2 separate regions of the Arachis hypogaea genome follow, and region 1 is linked to region 2. The links are chromatin contacts, called in public Hi-C maps. All regions are on one chromosome and are shown on one strand. Each heading gives the region's core, a stretch centred on a gene start, on an enhancer-like site or on the middle of the called end of the contact. The rest is flanking DNA. Distances are from core to core; before and after follow the strand shown. Region 1 holds the start of LOC140173015 (protein RDM1-like). Region 2 overlaps LOC114927692 (a long non-coding RNA gene).

Region 1 (5,916 bases), core at 1,428-3,927, 85 kb after region 2:
TCCAAAGTTATGGCTTTTGCTGAGGGTCTTCAAGTTCATGGCGCTCTTCTTAAGATGGGTTTCCAGGGAAATATCTTCGTCAGAAACTCTCTCATACATTTCTACGCGGAATGTGGCAGAGTTGACTTGGGACGCAAGGTGTTTGATGGAATGCTTGAGAGAAATGTTGTGTCTTGGACTAGTTTGATCAATGGGTATGTTGGGAGGGACTTGCCCAAGGAAGCTGTTTCTCTGTTCTTTGAGATGGTTGACACTGGGATTCAACCCAATCCGGTTACCATGGTTTGTGTTATATCTGCTTGTGCCAAGTTGAAGGATCTTGATTTGGGGAAAAAAGTTTCTTCTTATATTGGTAAGTTGGGGGTGAAGCTTAATGCTGTCATGGGGAATGCACTCGTTGATATGTACATGAAATGTGGAGATATAGATAATGCAAGCAAAATTTTTTATGAATGTGTTGATAGGAATTTGGTTATGTACAATACGATCATGTCGAATTATGCCCAACATGGGCTGTCAGGTGAAGTGCTAGTAGTTTTGCGTGAAATGCTGCAACGGGGACCTTGCCCAGATAAGGTAACAATGCTATCTACAATTGCGGCCTGCGCGCAGTTAGGTGATCTATTTGTTGGGAAGTCGTCTCATGCTTATGTCTTAAGAAATGGACTTGAAGGCTGGGAAAACATTTCCAATGCCATCATAGACATGTACATGAAATGTGGTGAGAGAGAATCTGGGTGCAAAGTATTTGAGCAGATGCCAAACAAGACAGTGGTGACGTGGAATTCGCTAATTGCTGGTTTGATTAGGGATGGTGATGTGGAATTAGCTTGGAAAATCTTTGATGAGATGCCAGAGAGTGATCTTGTGTCTTGGAATACTATGATTGGTGCTTTGGTTCAAGTAAGCATGTTTCAGGAAGCAATTGAGCTATTCAGGGAGATGCAAAACCAGGGAATTGAAGCAGACAGAGTGACCATGGTTGGTGTTGCTTCTGCTTGTGGATATCTAGGAGCTCTTGATCTTGCTAAGTGGGTCTATACCTACATTGAGAGAAATGACATTCAGATTGACAAGCAGCTCGGCACAGCTTTGGTTGATATGTTTTCTAGGTGTGGTGATCCCCAGAGTGCTTTGCGTATTTTCACGAAAATGGACAAACGGGATGTGTCAGCTTGGACTGCTGCCATCGGTGTTATGGCAATGGAAGGAAATACAAAGGGCGCTATTGAGCTTTTCAATGAGATGCTCAAACAAGGGGTTAGACCTGACGATGTTGTTTTTGTGGCATTATTGACTTCATGTAGCCATGGTGGTTCTGTGGACCAAGGTAGGCAACTTTTCAGGTCAATGAAGACTACTCATGGAATTAGTCCTCAGATTGTTCACTATGGATGTATGGTTGATTTGCTTGGTCGAGCTGGGTTGTTGGAAGAAGCTCTTGATCTTATACAAAGTATGCCTATGGAACCTAATGATGTTATATGGGGCTCTCTTGTAGCTGCTTGTCGAAAACATAATAATGTCGAAATGGCACAATATGCAGCTGAGAAGATAACTCAACTGGACCCTGGAAAGGTTGGCATTCATGTGTTGTTATCCAACATATATGCATCAGCTGGAAAATGGAATGAAGTTGCAAGAGTGAGGCTGCAGATGAAAGAAAAAGGGATCCAGAAAGTGCCTGGATCAAGCTCAATAGAGGTTCATGGACTGATACACGAGTTTACCTCAGGCGATCAATCGCACGCAGAGTATACTCAAATTGGATTAATGCTACAGGAGATAAACTGCAGGCTAAGCGAGGCTGGATACATCCCTGATACAACCAATGTCTTACTTGATGTTGATGAGCAGGAGAAAGAGCATTTGCTCAGCAGGCACAGTGAAAAACTAGCCATGGCTTATGGACTCATCACTACTGATCAAGGTGCACCCATAAGGGTTGTCAAAAATCTTAGAATGTGTTCCGATTGTCACTCATTTGCTGAATTAGTGTCAAAATTATACAGTAGGGAAATCATTGTTAGAGATAATAATAGGTACCATTTTTTCAGGGATGGAATTTGTTCTTGTAGAGGTTATTGGTAATCGGTTAATATAAAGTGGGATTTCTCACATCTGATTGACAAATCAATTTACTCTTGACAATTGAACTTGAATATTCACATACAACAGAAAAAAGAAGCCCCAAAACAAATGACTAGTCAAACAAAAGAATTGGGACGAGATGATCAAGAGAGCTGTTCAAGTTTTCTTTGCCAAACCTAGCAAGTAAACATTTTGCAGGATACTTAACAAAGCCTTTAAACTAACTGGTTTCACAATACATTCTCTGAAGTTGGAAAAATGGCATCAACAGAACAATTGTACATTGGATCCAGCTTCCAAAGTTCGGCAATCTGAAAATGTGATGACGTCTGTCGATGGACTTCTTCCATGAGCCAAATGGTGGCTTCGGCTTTGGTTGGATGAATCAAGTTGTCTAAGGGTTTGTATTCATCCTTGCTGTTAAGTCTCAACTGATCCCATTGCTTAAGGATAACATTTGTGAGGTAATGGAGAGGCTGCCCATAGAGTTGCTTTATTGATTTGCCTAATCCCATCCATGAATTAAACGGGATGACAGAGCCTCGTTGACTTGGTATTGGTATCTGCTTCATGTACTCCTGATACATTTCTGCCCGTCTAATGAGTATATCTGCATTCAAGCATGAGCTTATGAATAATTATATTCATAAGAATGCAAAGCAGCATATGGTCTAGATAATAAGAAAGGCATGCACAATTTATCTCCAAACCACTCATCGAAAGAGTTTTATGTGTGTTTTCTGAGCTGATATTGTTGTAGTTGAAGCAATCATCAAAACAAATAATTCGGAGAATGTGTAAAATACCAAAACATAGCACATCACTTGTTGACTATTTGGTTACACATGTTATGGGCATTGAAAGCTACATAATTGTATTACAACAAAAATTAACTTTGCATCAGTAATAAGAAACAAAAAAATTGAGAGTAAATAACATGTCACATGAATCAAACGGAAAGAATAGAGTGGTGGCATAAATACTTTTGATTTACTATTCTTGGAATGGGTTGATTCAAGTTTGTAAAAGTTAAATACGACGTGGTGAATTTCATTGATTGTTGAAATTTTAATTACTCCAGGAAAGCACAAAAATCTATGCATGTAACCCTAGAAGTCATAGGAGTAGCAGTAAATAAGAGTTGAATAAGAATAACAAGATGATCTATGGGTGGAGTGAAATTGAAACTTGAAAGGCATTAATAACAATAATGGAGGAAAAAATGGCGGAGAAGAAGACCTTGGGAGGTGAGGTCAATGGAGGGAATTGGGAGAGGAATGTTGTTGGAAGAAGAATCAGGATTCTGACCAGGCTCATCCCATGGAAAACTCCTCTTCATTGCTAAACCCTTTCTGGGTCTGGAATCAGTGAAAGAGAGACTGATTCTGCACGCACTTCCCGCTTACACCCACAGCTGCTTCTATACCTTTAATTCTTTAAATGCATCGTTGCACCAATACAGGCATACAGCTGTGGTACCACTAAAAATTAAAATTGGTGACTGACTAAATGTAAAGTCAGAATAATATGATTGCATTATATTTTTCAAAATAAAATAAGAGAATATAGAGTTTAATTCAATTAGTATTATATACCCAAAATACTAGTTAAAATAAACATTAAATATCACTTGATAAATAGAAACCCAATAACCTTTACATTTCTTAAAAAGAAAACTCCATGATTTGTAAGAAAAGAACTTAAAAGAATCACCTGCAATCAAGGTCGTCAGGTCACCAGTACATCAAACAGCATCCATGATTCAATAAAAGTTAGAACAAAAGATTAAACATAGTTTCTTTATCGCCAATAGTTGTCAGAACCAAATTGGTAATCGAACTGATCAGACTACTGAGTCATTAGTTCAATCGGTAAATAACCGGTCCTACTTAAATAAAAATAAAAAATAGTCAATTAACAAGTATTAAACCTACATTAATAGAAAATACATATCTTCACTAACACAATAACAAACAATTATCAATTTTTAAAAGTAACTAATAGGAAAATTTCAATTAGCATTACACCTACATTAAAACAATTAAATAAGAGTAACAATCAAATATTAAACCTAAATTAAAACAGCATCAATTAAGTATTAAACTTACATTAAAACAGCAATAATCCCAATAATCAAGGATTACAACAGCAACAATCAAGTATCAAGTATTCTATACAAATTCCAATTAGCATCAAATTTCTATTTTAAACTTACATTAAAACAGAAACAATTTATATACAAATTCCAATTGCTTTCAAATTTGCCATCAAGTGTCATTCTATACAAATTCCAATTAACATCAATTTATATATGCTACGCTGCATTGAAAAAAATAAAAATAAAAGCTCACCTCTGCAGAAGTTCAGAAGCAGAACCAAAGCCTCAGTGTTCCAATAAAATGTCACAGTATTCCGATCACAGAACCAAAGCCAGAGGAAGCACATGGCAGAGAGGGTCAGAAACTGAGAATCAGCAAAAAATAACCATTGCAGCTACATTAAAACAGGATCAACAGCTACAATCACCCAAATGGCGAAATCATTAAAAATTAATAATTGAATAACTAAAAAAAATAGAAAAAAAAAACTCACTTTGGCCGCACGCAGAAAAGAGGGAGACAGAGAACCAAGCCACGGCGAAGCACAGCGGAATATGCGAGCGGCGCGGCGACGAGATGAGGGCCGGCGAGAGGCTGCGACAGAGAAGGTTGAGGCTTTGAGCTCTGCCTCTGCCGTGTTTTAGTGCCGGGAGTGTGAGAGAGTAGGTTGGAGGGGGGCTTCTCTGAACATTAGGGGTTTTTTTTTTTCAAAAAATTTTAATTTCGAACCGGTTTTCAATACAGGGCCGGTCAAACCGGTTTTCATCGGATTTTATTATTCTCCGATTCTATGCTCAACTCGGACTGATCTTGAGATCGGTTCCCCGGTTTTTCAATCCGACTCCCATCATCAATCCGGTTTTTATATCTATGCTCTCAACTGTCATCATTGATGTTGATATCAATTTTTTCATAAGCTTAAAACAAAAATAGTTATGTATGTGTGGCTTAAAATAAAATTAATATACATAGGAGAAACATTAATCAAGTAACATTAAATAAATAAATAATCTGAGGCATAAGCTTAATCTCTTCATTGAAAAAAATCATCCAGCACTTTGTTTGCCTCCAACATAACCATAGAGAATATATAAGAAACCAAGCAAAAGAAAAACTAATCAAATTAGCAGCTTTTTTTTTTATTAGATTAGGTAAAATATGCAAATAAAATATGCTAAACTCCAGACAAAAATTTAGGGTAATTTACATAGATAAATTAGAGGAGAAAAAAAATTTACACAGTGTCCTGAACTGAATTTGGTTACATGTATATCTCGTTTGACTTTCTATGTAAATCGAATCAAATAAATTTGATTTACACTTTTTCAATATAAATCGAATCAAGTTAATTCGATCAAGCATTGTTTGTTTTATTTGAAAAAATCTTGTGTCTGTGTGTGTCTTTTGCAAGATTCTGAAAACTGGACAGTATTCGAACTATTCTAGTCACTGATTTACTAATCTAACCGATTCAACCGTGATTTAATCAAAAAAACCGTTATAATAAAATAATAAATAAATTATAAATAAAGATCTTAAAATATAATTTTAGTCTAATATAAATTTTAAGATGTCTTCTAAATTTAAAACACTACATAAAATGTCATCAACCAAAGGCTTATGAACTTGTTTAAGCACAAACTCAAAATTTAAACACAAAAAAGTAAAAAACAAAACAGCCGCAATTCAATCTTCAGCAGCACATCACTATGCAAAGAAATCACAA
Region 2 (5,981 bases), core at 843-3,342:
ATCAGATATCATCGGATCGGCTTAATTATACTTGATTATTCATTGATTACAAAATCAATTTAAGTAGTTCGGTTCAAATTCGTATAAATATTAAGTAAACAATGGTATATAAATATTTTGCTAGCATATATATTAAGCCGGTTGACGCTGTTGACTTTTTGATTAATTGAAATGAAGTATGATTGAGTAATAAAGCTGGCAATGAATCCAATTAATAAGGGAAATATAGATGATGATGAGGATCACAATCACATGGCTTAATTGACAATTAACAATGGTATCCACAAGCTAAGGCAGGCACAATGATAACTTTAGGCACAATGCTATAATCTTCTTTCCTTGTTTAGCATACAAGGTACTATTCTAGTTGATGTTACACCCTAACCAAGCTTAGATGCTTTTAAGACACCGTACTTGAAACCCCACATGATTTTCATCTTACTCCATTTATTTCGTTTCGGCCCATCAACCTTATTAGACTATTAGTTGATGAACATGTGACACATAGATATATAAATATATATTCGTACACACTTATTATTTTGGTTACTCTTTGAGGATTGAATTGAAGCTTAGGTAATGTGATATCTACCTCTCTTAATTCTCACTTTCCTCCTACAAACAGCACAACCCTCACCATTCACCAACCACATTCATTCACAGTAGTTCACAAGCCCAACTACAACGTGTCTTTGAAATATAGGAATGAAGAAGTAGGAACTAGGAACCCCATTGTGGACAAGGCACTCTATATTGGTCCCATCCCCATATCACAAAAGATCATGAATCAGATATTGTGTTTTTTTTTTTCCTTAGATTGTGGCTTTTCAAGCTGAAGCATAAGCTGTTTGGTCAATTTTTGAAGGAAGCTAAATGACTTAGGAGAGAGGTTGGTTTTGTACTTTTGTGTTTGGAAAGAATAATGCCAAATTATTTGTTAACCTAACATAAACTGCTATATATTCGTCCATTTTTTTCACCATCACCCACAAGCACCAACATTCAACGCCTAATAATAATAATAATAATAATAATAATAACAATAATAATATTGTGATAAGATAAAAACTTAGGTGCAGGTAACTTTATATGAAATTGATACTTCACATGAAGTTAACTGAGTATTCACCTTGTGGGTGATAAAGATATTAAGTTTTTTTATAAAAAAAAATTGATTAGATATAAATATTACATTAAAGTTGTTCTTAATAATAATCCTTAGTCTTACAACTTATTTGTATAAATTCTTGAATCATGAGAATTAGGCAAAGCCCTGTATTAAGGGACAACTTAGTGTTGGTAATGGAAGAATGAGAACATTGATCTTGAATCTATGCAGCTCACAAGATCGTCTTCTTGTTGATGTGGTCAAATAGCAAAGCCCCTCCATTATTGTCACACGCTAATTAAATAACTAATAATGTTGGTTGGACCAATCTTTCGACTATAATTCACACCTTATTTTATTTTTACTTCAAAAAATGCATAACTAAAACCCTTTCAACAATATAATGATTGTAACCAATTCTTGTTAGTTCCATTAGTTTAATTTATCCTAAAAAAATTTAAAGCATTTTTTTGGAAATGGGGTTGTCAGTGTCTATTATTTAAGTATGAATCATAATAGTTAAAATTTCGATTTAACTCTTAAAATCTTTGGGGAAGGGGGTGTCTATTATTTAAGTATGAATCATAGTAGCTAAAATCTGGATTTAACTCTTAAAATCTTTTGATATTACGATTTTAAATGAGTCTATCGATTTTACGAAATTTGTACTAAGTCTAACAATTTTATGATTTAAATCTTGTTAAGATTTTATATTTTACTTTTTCGATTTTATGTAAAATCTCAATTTTCCCTACCTTGATATCAATTATGAAAACTTGCGTGCACACATACACTGAAGGGAAGGAATCAAATCTCACATATTGAAGAAATTATAATTATTGCAATCAAGTAGCGCCAATAAAACTATTTTTATTAAAATTGATATGATTTATAGGGGAAAAGAAAGAGGAACACAGGGTAGCACTTCAATTCAGAAGATCGAAATCAAGCGTGATGGACAATGATCAAAAGGACCACATGACCAGAAAATGGGTTCCGTGTTCATGGCTGATTAGGACCAATCAGGATGCCTACAAAGACATATGTTTTCATATAGGCCAATCAATAAAGAGGAAGGAAAAATTAAGATCCCACACTAAACATTTGATGTCAAAGGTTTTTCTATTTTTGTCAAGATGTGATGTCCAGTTAAGATTTTTTGCTGTTCACAAACCATGAATTCAATGGCCCATTAGCCCAATATATGATTTTTTATTATCGTTGTTTTTATTGAGCCTGGAAATGCTGTTAAAATCAATGTTGCGAAAATCGGATCAATTATTAAACCAGTCAGGTGACAAATTTAATGGTTTAATAGTTCAATCGAGGTTCAATTGGAGTTGAACCGGTTTCATTAAATATATAATAAAATTATTAATAAAACTCCAACTCTCCAATATATAATAAAATTATTAATAAAACTCCAACTCTCCAATATGTGAATTTCTGTATCAAGTCTCTTTGCAAAACATCCAAAACATGTACCCAATCTAAGAATCATAAACATAATTCAACCAAATCATATGAAGCCATATAGCAAATTCAACACAGAATTGTGGCAATGCTTTTATTTTGAATCAATAACATCAAAACAACAATTCACCAAAACAAATACAATAGGTTGGATTTAAAAATCAATCTCAGTCGAATTAATAAATTAAACAATTGAATTTGTGACTCAATCTCAGCAGAATTAATTCAATATGAACAAACTGAATTCAAATAAAAATTCAAAACATTAATATCTCAAAATTCAGCAGAATCATCAATAATGCATCATATGCATGTTCAGAATAAATTTCAAATTTCAGAGGGATAGAGTCAGAAAAACAGAATCAGGGAGTGTTAGAGACTGAGACTTGAGACCTGAGAGGGTTCAGGCTTGAATCAGAGAAGAAACTTGAGAACTGAGAACTGAGATCTGAGACATGAGAGGATTGTGAAGCAGAGACCAAGACATGAGACACAATGAAAGGTAGTCGCTTTGACTTCGAGACTCCACGCGAAGAAAAAAAGCAACGACGGTGAGACACGGTTCGGAGCATAGAAGCAGAAACAACGCCAACGAGGAAGGGCGAAGGAGGAACGACGAGGAGGGGAGAGCGACGACGACCCACGGCGAGGAGCAGCGAAGCAGCGCAACCCACGGCGACAAAGCGAGCTCGGACAGAGAGAGTGACAAGTAGAGAAGGGGTTGGCGATGAGTTTAAGCTCTGAAATGGGATAGTGGGTGGTGGCTATTCTTGGAATTCGAAGAGATGAGAGGATTTTTTAGTGGGTATGAGTGAGAGAGAGAGAGAAACAGAAAGGGTGGGGTGGGGATTGGGGCCTTTCTTTTGATTCAGCTTGTTTACGTTCGTTTGGCCTTTCTTTTCTATTTTTTTTTTCACCTTCAAAACGACGTTGTTTTGTAGTTTAATTTTCAAACCAAAAACCACTAAAAAACTGGACGGTTCTTTCGATTCACCGGTTAACCGTCGATTCGACCAGTTTTTTCACCGATTTTTTATTAGGCAGTTTCTGATCTTACCCAGACCGACTAAGTGACCGGTTCTCAATTTTTTCGGTTAAACCGGCCGGTCTAATTCGATTTTCAGAACCATGGTTAAAATTGAACCAATTGCAACATAATGGTCATTCATTAAATGCGCTATGGAAGATATAAGTGACCATGAGACTAAGAGAGCCGTCCTTAGTACGAGTGGTATGAAAGCACCAGATCAAGATGGCCTTAATGGTAGATTTCACCAAAAATACTGAAAAACTATTAAGGGAAAGGTTTGTGAAGTGGTGAAAAATTTTTTTGTTGAAGGAATTATACCAAATCAAATTAGTGAAACCACTCTTGTCTCAATTTCTAAGATTAAAAATTTTGAAAACCTTAATTATATTAGACCGATTAGTTGTTATAATTTTATTTATAAGATCATATATTGAATTTTGGTGTTAAGATTGAGAGGATTTTTAGAAAAAATTGCATCCACAATAAGTGTTTGTGGGAGAAGACTTATTCAGAATAGCAAAATTATTATACAAGAGGCTTTTAATAGATTGGATAGGAAAGGAAAAAATGTAGCAGATGTATTAACCATAAAACTTGATATGAATAAGATTTATAATAGATTTGAATGGGTTTTTTATTTTTTGGAAGAGGTGCTCAAAGTCTTTAGTTTTAATGAGAAATGGGTTAAGCTGTTGATAAGTTGTGTGAAAAGTGCAAATTATAGGATTAAAATTAATAAAAATTTATCAAAAAAGATAATTTTATAAAGAGGGTTAAGACAAGGAGATCTTTTATCTCCCTATTTATTTATTATTATTGCTGTAAAAGTCTTTACTATCTTTATGAATGAGGCTCAAAATAAAAATTTAATCACCCATATTAAATTAGCTCTCATTAACTTATTTACTTTTTGCAAATAATTGTATCGTTTTTGCAGAGGCCAAAGAAAAGAAAGTATATAAGATTATTTAAATTCTAAACATTTATACTGAAGTTTCGAGTCAAAAAATAAATCTTCAAAAGTTAGGAATTTTCTTTGGCAACGCTATCTCAATTCAAACAAGGGTAAATATAGAAAAAATTTTGGAGATTTCGACTTGGGATAACCCAGGAAAATACCTTGGCTTACCATCCAAATGGGACAGGTCAAAAAATCAAGCCTCAGCATGGATAGAAGAGAAAATTGATAACAAAATTGATGGTTGAAAAAAAAAATCAAGACAGTAATACAGGCGATTCTAACATACGCTATGAGCGTAGTAAAATTTTGCAAGAACTTTTGCAATAGACTTAGCGCAAAAATCGCTAAATTCTGGTGGGAAATTCAAGGAAAAAGAAGAGGCATATACTAGAAGAGTTGGGAGAAAATAATCACAGCGAAAGAGGATGCAGGATTAGGTTTTAAGAATTTTGAAGTACAGAATCTAGCCCATCTAGCTAAATAGGTATGGAGATTAATCAATAACCTGGAAATAACATGAGTAAAAATTCTAAAACCATTTTTATTTTTTTAATGGCAATTTTTCAGTAGCCAAAAAGAGCAGAAAGGTTTCGTATTGGAATAGTATTTTAAAAGGGAGAGATTTTTTTAAAAGAAAAGATTGATGGAGCATTGGTGATGGATCAGAGATTAATGTACGAGACGAAAATTGGATTGAAGAAAAGGGGAGAATAGAGCTCCCAATAGGAGATAGGAATATGAAGGTAAAAGAACTCCTAACAGAAGGAGAGGGATGGGATATGAGAAAAATTTAGAGCATTTTTTTTAAATTGGGTTGGTGAGAGAATTATGAGGATACTAATAAGCCCAATAAATAAAAAAGATAATCTGATTTGGCCATATAAAGCAAACAGGGAAAATACGGTAAAAATTGGGTATCATCTAGCAAAGGAAGAAAAATCTAAATACAAAATCAGGCAACATCAAGTACAGCTCTGAAGAAGTTATGGAGAACAATATGAAAAATGCTTATACCTCAAAAATTAAAAATATTTTTTTGGGAGTTATCATAATATTTTCGCTATGAATTATAATTTGTTTAAAAGGAAAATGGTGAAGAATCCTAGTATCCTACTTACAGCATTTGTCAAGAGGCAATAGAGACAGTGAAACACCGTTATTACGCCAACTAATATGACATCTTTTGCAAAGTGGCTACTAACAATCATTAAAAGATTGAAGACTGAAGATGGGTGTGAAATACAGGAGAGGATAAACAGTTTAGGATTTATAAATTGGTCTATATGAAAAGTTAGGAACTACAACAAATCAGCCCAAAAGCAACCATTATTATGGCAAGTATCAAAGAAGCAGAATTCAGGAAATCAATAAAACAGGAAGAAAAAGTAAAAGAAGCAAAAATTAAGAGA

Evidence for each region. A called contact is a pair of places that touch in the nucleus more often than the background predicts.
Region 1: a contact with region 2 is called in a Hi-C map of leaf, with 5 times the contacts expected there. The contact joins the promoter of LOC140173015 here to the enhancer-like site in region 2. A contact is called at or near these places in 2 of 8 Hi-C or Micro-C datasets (both in leaf).

What each region holds. Positions count from the first base shown.
Region 1 is chr5:37,904,217-37,910,132 of arahy.Tifrunner.gnm2.J5K5, forward strand. It overlaps LOC140173015 (protein RDM1-like), which reads right to left and starts at 2,678. Exons shown (of 1, transcript XM_072238096.1): 1 at 2,322-2,678. The coding sequence starts at 2,678. The coding sequence ends at 2,322. It overlaps LOC112801287 (pentatricopeptide repeat-containing protein At3g22690), which reads left to right. Exons shown (of 1, transcript XM_025843934.3): 1 at 1-2,137. The coding sequence ends at 2,091. It also overlaps LOC112801288.
Region 2 is chr5:37,820,174-37,826,154 of arahy.Tifrunner.gnm2.J5K5, forward strand. LOC114927692 (a long non-coding RNA gene) reads right to left here. Exons shown (of 3, transcript XR_003818592.2): 3 at 2,730-5,981. Among protein-coding and RNA genes, the nearest start is that of LOC112801281, 4.7 kb to the left of the region's middle. Within about 2 kb of position 2,093, at least 2 of the 3 cell types and tissues checked have open chromatin away from gene starts, as enhancers often do.